2 separate regions of the Mus musculus genome follow, and region 1 is linked to region 2. Evidence: chromatin contacts called from public HiChIP or PLAC-seq data. All regions are on one chromosome and are shown on one strand. The core of a region is the stretch at or near the end of the contact, and the rest is flanking DNA. Distances in the headings are between cores, read along the strand shown. Region 1 holds the start of Smurf2 (SMAD specific E3 ubiquitin protein ligase 2). Region 2 overlaps Cep95 (centrosomal protein 95).

What was found. HiChIP or PLAC-seq counts read pairs in DNA pulled down with a chosen protein or histone mark.
Region 1: an H3K4me3 HiChIP or PLAC-seq map of microglia shows a contact between it and region 2, with 4 times the contacts expected there. The contact joins the promoter of Smurf2 here to the enhancer-like site in region 2. A contact is called at or near these places in 8 of 39 promoter capture datasets (the C10 cell line, cranial neural crest, embryonic stem cells and 2 more), 1 of 15 datasets of contacts at CTCF or cohesin (pro-B cells), 3 of 484 Hi-C or Micro-C datasets (bone marrow-derived macrophages, epidermal suprabasal cells and hematopoietic stem and progenitor cells), 5 of 115 datasets of contacts at active chromatin or transcription factors (cardiomyocytes, embryonic stem cells and microglia) and 4 of 9 other capture datasets (adipose tissue, embryonic stem cells, liver and 1 more).

What each region holds. Positions count from the first base shown.
Region 1 is chr11:106,918,761-106,922,638 of GRCm38.p6, forward strand. It overlaps Smurf2 (SMAD specific E3 ubiquitin protein ligase 2), which reads right to left and starts at 1,955. Exons shown (of 19, transcript NM_025481.3): 1 at 1,421-1,955. The coding sequence starts at 1,472.
Region 2 is chr11:106,817,483-106,821,387 of GRCm38.p6, forward strand. It overlaps Cep95 (centrosomal protein 95), which reads left to right. Exons shown (of 20, transcript NM_177088.3): 18 at 352-498; 19 at 714-785; 20 at 1,052-1,379. The coding sequence ends at 1,243. Smurf2 (SMAD specific E3 ubiquitin protein ligase 2) reads right to left here. Exons shown (of 19, transcript NM_025481.3): 19 at 2,579-3,905. Among named protein-coding and RNA genes, the nearest start is that of Cep95, 30 kb to the left of the region's middle. Within about 2 kb of position 2,264, at least 78 of the 459 cell types and tissues checked have an H3K27ac peak or open chromatin away from gene starts, as enhancers often do. A contact at or near this core is called in adipose tissue, bone marrow-derived macrophages, microglia and 1 more, where this site is marked.

The sequences.
Region 1 (3,878 bases), core at 705-3,204, 100 kb after region 2:
TTTTTTAATTACTGGAGATAGAGGTGGTATGTGTACCTAAGTGCAGGTGCTTGTGGGAGGCCAGATGCATCAGATCCCCTGGAGCTAGAGTTACAGGTGATAGTGAGCCGAGGACCTGGGTTGGGGTGTTGCGACTAGAACTCAGGTCCTCTTAGAGAACAGGATACATTTAACTACTGTGCCATCTCTTCAGCCTCAAAAGTAAAGTATTTTACTCTGTAGCCAACATACATTCCAACTAAGTTCTCAAATACCAAATTCACTTCAAGCTACCTAGAAAGTACAGCCGATGGACTGCCGGTTAACACACAAACATTCAACTACAAAGTTCACCCACAGAAATCTCAAAGTTTAGTGTGGGCAAACATAATTACAGCTTATCCTTCGCTGGCGCAAATGCATATGAACCAACTACAAAATGCCGTCTTCTTCACCACACATCTGAATATAAATGTGGACAATTTACTTGCTGTGAATGACGTGACTAGCTAGCAGAGGGACAATAGTTTCAATTACACGCTTTAAACCAAACGCAATTTTTCCTTAAAAGGAGGGGGACGTTGACCACGGAAGAATATCAGAAGTGGCATCGTAAGCAAATTATACCTGTAATATGTTAACAACTCCCTGCAGCTGGGAACATTAAACAGTCTTTCCCAAATCCCTCTGAGCATTCCTTTCCATTTAGAAAGAGGGTGAGAAGTGTGGAGAGGACTAGTGAAAGTTAGCTTAAAAGTTCGTATGCGTCCAGACTGAGAAACACATTGCAAAGCAAGGGATTCTAAACCAGGTCTGGAGTTAAGACATGAGCAACTAGTTCTGCGGCCTACAAGGAACAACCCCAAACATGCTACCCTACAATCAAACAACTTCCAAAACACAGAGTGTACAATGAGCCGGGAGTCGTGGGATCAGGCAGACACGCCGGAAAAGCCAACCACAGTCTCGGTCCCTCCCTCCCAGAGACGTGCGTTTAAGGTGTGTGGCACTGGCCACAGAGGTTGGCAGCACTGGAGAGTAAAGGTTTCACTGCCGGGCATAGGTAGGTGTCCAAGTTAACAACCCGGGAACACAAGCACTCTCCCGTTAAGCACTCACTCCATGTTTAAGGAGTGTTTACCGCGCGCAGTCAGCAACTGGATTCAGTAATCCCTTTCCCGACCCCACCTGGGCAGGAGCCCAGGGGCTGCTCCTGTGACCCCAGGAAACGAGACTTCAGGACCTCAAATCCGCCCTCCACGGGAGACCCACGGGCCACACACTGGGCGTTCTGAAGAATTTCCCAACCCCAGCTAAGTGGTTCTCCAATGACTCCCTAAACTAGGCCTTCCCACGCCCGGATTCCCGTCCAACGCCACCACCGACCGCGACCCCGGCCCTCTGCTTGCCCACAGGCGCCACAGCCGCCCGCCCAGCTCACCTGTCAGGCGCAGCTTGACGGGCCCGTTCCTCCGGCCTCCGGGGTTAGACATGTCCCCAGCGGCGGGGGAGGTGGCGGCGGCGGCGGCGGCGGCGCTCGCGGCCGGCGGGCCGGCGGGCGGGCGGGCGGACTGGGCTGGGCTGGGCCGACGGCGAGGCGCAGAGGAGTCACCACAGCGGCCGGGGCCGGGGTCCGAACAGCCCGCGCCGCGGCCGCCAGGGCCGGAGGGTCCCGGATGTGCCGAGCGCCGTCGCCATGAGCCGCGGAGGGAGCGGGACGCAGAGCTCCCCCCTCCTCCCACTTCTGCTTCCTCGGCCCGGGCCACACAACAAAGCGGCAGCCGCGGCCGGCCGCGCCGCCTCCGCCCCGCGCCCCCGCCGCCTCTTGTCCTCGCGGTCCGCCTCGGTCTCCCCTTCTCGGTGCCGCGAGGCCTGGGAGCGGACGGTGCGAAGTCTGCTGAGGCGGGCGGGTGCTCGGCCGCTTCCTCCTCCGCCCGCCCTCTTGTCTGAGAGAACCCGGTCCTGGGGCCGCAGCCGCTGCCGCCGCCGCCGCCGCCGCCACTCGTCGGCTCCTGGGGGCGGGGAGGAGACGGGGGCGGGGCCGGCGGGCGGGGCGGGGTTGCGGTGGGCGGGGCCGGCGAGGGGGCGGGCTTGTGGGCGAGGTCTCCTGCGCCTGGGGCGCCAGAGGAAGGCCTGGCTCCGCGCGAGCTGCGGGCAGCGCGTGCGCCACGGCCCAGACTGGGCCCCGAACTACACCGCCCGGCGGCGCCGGCTCGATGGCACCAGAGGGGCCTACTGACCAGCTAGCTCACTGAAAGATCGCCTGTGTCCCTACAGGGCAGAATGCCCGAGTAATACTCCCACTGCGCGCTCTGAGAGGCTGGCGAGAGTAAAGTTAGACCCAAGTCCGAAGAATTAATTCGCCAAGATGCTATTCCCACATCGAACGCTCCAGCAAATTCCCAGGAGTGCTTAGCTCTGAGTATTGTAATTGCCACCTCCACAGGCTCACCTGGTGCTCCATATCCGGTTACCTACCTGCTCGATTCTTCCCCCAACCCTGCCCAGGACAAGCATAGGGAGATAATACAAATGCGGCCAAAGACTGTGAACAAGATAGGTGGATATAGTGTGGAAAGCTCACGCAGTACTGTATTTTGCTGTCCCAGGAGGAAAAAAGAAAATGAATAGGACTGTAACTCTGACGCGGTGACTTACAACTAATAAGAACTTATTCTGGACAAATAAATAATGCAGGTTGTTTTGGGATTTTGTTTTGCAAGGTTGGGGTGAGAGTGCAGCCTAATAGTGAATTGTATTACATCAACTGCAACACATTTTTATGCAGCCATCTAAATGGCAATTGTGGTAGCCATGTAACATGTCAGACTTTATATGTAATGCAGGGTTTAAATGGAGAATACAAGTTTTATGTGCACGCAAGAGTAATAATGCAAACTAAGGATAAGAGTGTGGATTTGTGCCGGGCAGTGGTGGCGCATGCCTTGGGAGGCAGAGGCAGGTGGATTTCTGAGTTCGAGGCCAGCCTGGTCTACAAAGTGAGTTCCAGGACAGCCAGCGCTACACGGAGAAACCCTGTCTCAAAAAACCAAAAAAAAAAAAAAAAAAGAGTGTGGATTTATATCCATGTTAGCTTTGCTTTAAAGCTGTTATAACATTAATGCCGTTTAAACTGTTCATTGAAGCCTAATACATTTTAATCCTAAAACATTGCAAATGGTGACTTAAAATCTACCAGTTAAGACACTTCATTCTCCAGGTGAAATCCAAGAGCGTTTCATCGGTCTAAAAACACTCCTACGGATTAAAGTGATCCCAAAATCATAAGTTCTAGCAGTAAGACTTAAAATACAAGGGACAGCTCTAAAAATTCAATCAAGAAATACTAAGTGCTTATTATTCACAAAGCAATGAACAGGGCCCTTAAACACTTCTTTGTGCAATGTAAGATCTGAAGGCTCAGGAAATAATTCCCACAAAAGTTACTGTGGCGATAGAACAATTGCTACATCACTGTTTCAAACGCTAGGCTGAGACAATAAACTGAGCAGGCTGATGTATGCACTCTTCCTTTCCCTGGTTCTTATGGCCCACACTTTGTTCCCAACCACCCACTAGCATAATTTGTAGCTTTGTATTGGGAAATGGAAGTTAAGATTTCAGAAAATGGTCGGAAGCCTAGCAGGGGGTGGGAGGGTGGAAGACTGTTGTGAGTTTTAAGCAATACCTTCACATATGTGGCGGCTCAGGGAAATGGGCATAGGTTCAGACAATTCCGTTTAGACTTCCCTAAGAATAATGCTTTTAAACCATTCAGTCAGGGCTGAAGAGATGGTTTGTTGCTCTTGCAGATAATCTGGGTTCATCCCAGCACCCACAAGCTAGCTCACAACCATCTATAACCCCAGTTCCAAGGGATATGATGCTCTTTTCTAACT
Region 2 (3,905 bases), core at 1,014-3,513:
GGTAAGTGTGTGGTGTGTGTGTACCCACATAGCAACCAAAACAACTAAAAAGGACCCATGCCTCTCAGTTTAAGAATTTGTGAATCAAATTTATATTCACACAGTAGAATGACAAAAAGTGACAGCTCTGTCTGTAGGGGATCTGACCTTCGAAGCGTGTCAGGTTAAGGCTGTGTTCAGAACAGGAAGGGAGGACAGCAGTGCTGACGAGCATAGGTTTCATGTCTGGGATAGTCACACAATTCTGAGTCTACAATGTATGTATATTTCATGTATGTGAATAACGAGGAAAGCTATTATTTGAAAAGCCTTTGTGAAATGCAGTATAACTTATGATTAAATAACCAACAGATCTTTAAGAAACTGTTTGAAGAAGGTTTACAAATTCAGAAACAAAGACTACGAGACCTAAGAAACTACGCCAAAGAGAAACGCAACGAAGAAAAGAGACAGCACCAGAATGAGCTGGACTCGATGGAGAACCACTATAAGGACCAGGTGGGCTTGATGCCAAGCACCTGTCAGCTTGGCTTAGGTCATGGCTGGCTACTATGCAATCAGCACAGCTTTGCAGCAGTGATTGTTTCTAAGGCAAATTTAAGACAGTATTTAAAACAGTATCCCGTGTATGTTGTCCTATTTCCATTTTGATTTAAGATGGAGTATAAGAATAATTGCATTGTGATGGAATATTTGTCTTTTCTTCCCCACAGTTTTCATTGCTAGCAGAAGCCATCTCACAGGAACGTCAAGAACTCAAAGTGAGACAGAAATTCCAGGCTCAGGTAATAATGGACAGGACAGGAATTAGGAGGGAAACAGAAAATGTTATTGTAACTTCAAAAGAACAGAGAGAATACAAAGAGAATGCATCTCTGCTTCCAAGTACCTGATGGGCTGATGTTAGCAGCTCTGGTCTTGGAAGGGAGCCAACAAATCACAGCTCTCTGGAGGAACCGGCTGGGAGCGGGCAGATGGGGGGCTCGGGGCTGAGAATAGAGGGGCCTGGACTAAGAGTCACAAGCTTCAGACTGACTTAGTTCTCTTTCAGACATTACATAAGGTGAAGAGGGAGCTGAGAGCTAAAATGGAGAAGGAGATTCAGCAACTGCAGCACATGATAACGCAGAACGACGATGATGCTTTCTTCCGGGAGCTAGAAGCTGAGCGCTTCAAAGCTCGGCTGCAGTTGGCTTCCTTCCAGTACAGTAAAAATCCTTTCCCAAGAGGCCAAACTTCATAGGTGAAGTTTCTAGACACCTTAATATGAACAGAGCTAGACCTGAGCCAGTAAACAGTCTAAACCAGAATATGCCTTATTTATGTATTCATGTTAAAATTTAGAATTATTTTAAATAAAAACTTTCTCTTAAAGCTTACTGCTTTTGAATTTATAACCTAAAACCTGAGAAAAGGGAATAAAGGCATTTAGCTCTGTTAAAGCTGTTAGCAAGTCCTGCCAGCCCACTTGTGAAGCATGTTGATAGAGGTCAATAAAAGTTATTGACTGTGTATGAACTCCAGGACCTAACAGCATCAAACAGGCTGTGGATGAAGCCAATAATGGCTACTGTTTTGGAGTTCAGGAGCTATGTAGTCTTAAGTCCCTCATCTACCATTTGGGAGCTGACTTCCATTTCCCTAGCTGTATCTACTTCCTGGCTAGAAGATGAGGTCATCTCTGTTCAGGATGACTGCAGGCATCCGAGTGCTGGGATTACAGACTTGCACCACTATACCTTTCAGGAAGATTACCTTTTATATAGCCTTTTAACTATAACTAGACAAAGCAGTTTAGAGTGTTAACATAAAAGGGTACTACCCTCTGGTGTACTTCCATCTATCCTATAACTAGTCTCTTGACTTCATGCTACTGAAAAAGCCCGCCAGATAGGTGCTGACACGAGAGCAGCACTGGAGTGCGGCTCCCTGAAAGTCTCTGTGCCAGCAGCTCTTCACCACGGCAGTCACCTGTCAAGATGCATGAGCAAGCCATGGAGGGGTCTGTTGTCCTCCCTCATCCTTCTAGAAAAGAACTAGAGGAAGCAGCTACAGAACACTGTCAGGACCTGTCTTACACTCTGCTGTCTGCTCGTTTCCAGCTCTTCTAAGCTGTTGCAGCCTCTGCTGTACTGATTCACAGACCACACGTTATGGTGAAGAAAGAACCCACATGCATGTCTTCCCTATCTGTGTATGTAGCTGTACTCCCATCGACTGGCATTCACAGAGCCGTAACTTCTCCTTTTCATTTGCAAGACTTGACTGTTTAACACCAAGGCATGCTGGCAAAGGTTAGGCCATCTGCCGGCCACAGTGCTGCCCTCCAGACCGCAGACAGACCTGATTGTAGATTTTTTTTCTCTCAGAAGTCCCACCACCTCATGGCCCCCAACAACGATGGGAAGTCTCAGCTGCCATGATAGAGAACTGCCCCGCTTCCAGCCGGCCCCACCTCAGGGCAGCCGGGTGCCAGCCTCTAAGCCTGGAGGAAAGCAGCAGTCTTTCCAACTCAAGGCTCCCCGCTATCGCCTGTGAAAAGCCAAACATGGTTTTCAAAACAAGTAAAAACTCAGTATTCTTACAAACCTCGCTGCTGTGACAGTGCAAACAGCATTCATTTTATTGCTCAGCTTCGGCATGGGCACATACATACATACGTACATAGTTAATTTTTAAAAACCATTTATACAGATGTTATTGATAAAGCTCATGTAACAAATGAGTGAAATTACAAAGAATATCAAGGCTAAAACATTCTGTAATAAATACAATGGAAATGATAAAACTTTGCTTTTAAAGTCAGTTTAGAGAAAAGGAGAATATTACATAAAGTGAACTAATTACATCTAGAATCAGCAACTCAGCATTTGGTACAATCATCATCCTAGTGTGAGAACATTAACCACCACACGTGGCCCCGACCGTAAGCTGCAGCTGAAGGGCGAGGCTGTGCTGCTGACCCTGCAGGCACTGGAAGCGGCTAACACCCACCAGTGCCATCTGTCCGATGCACTGCAAGCTCAGGGCAGATTTAGTGTTGTCTAGGAAAGCAAATTATAGTGGATTTAGGAGAAGAGAAATTTGTGCTCTGGCCTGTAAATGTGAGTGGGGTGGGGAGAGCACTGTAAAATACAGAGCAACAAACTGCAAAACAAATGTACAGGATACACAGCACTGCTTTAAAACTTTGTGCCAGAAAATAGTGGCCTCTTACTGCATGTGAGCACAGGGAACCATTGGTCAGAATGAAGCTTTCCTGATGGAACAGAGCGCCTGGAGGCAGGCGACGTGGGGACAGATAAATATTCACATTAAACACAAGGCAAGTCCAGGTTCTGTGACACTGGGGATTTTTGTTTGCTTAGCACCTATTTGGAAGTAATCAGGTAATGTAATTTTGAAATCGAAATCTAAACCATGTTTTTGATGTCTGTGCTATTGAAGACCGTTACATAGGGCAGTTTCCTCTAAAGCTCTGTCAAGTCACTGTAATAAAGTTAAAAGGCACTCAGAAAGCAGTGGGATTTGCCTGTGTTACACTGCATGGAAAACCACTGAAAGCAGCGTCTCCTTAGCACTGCATCCCTGTCCTCTGAGACAGGGTCTCAAGGAAGCCTCAATCCACTGTGTAGGTGAGACTGGCCTTGGCATGCTGACGCTTCTGCCTCTGCCTCCCCAGTGACAGGATCACGGGTGTCGGCCACCAGGCTGAGTTACACTTCCTGTCAAGTGCTCCTCATGGCCCTGTGCCAAGCTCAGCAAAATCTGCTATTCTTCTTTCACATCCATGTTTAAAAATAATAGTGCATTGTTCTGATGGTTGAATTTTAAAATCCAATGTGATTTTTTTTTAAATGGTTGCAACCCCTCACCCCAGAATTTTTGTTACCTTCTAGATCACA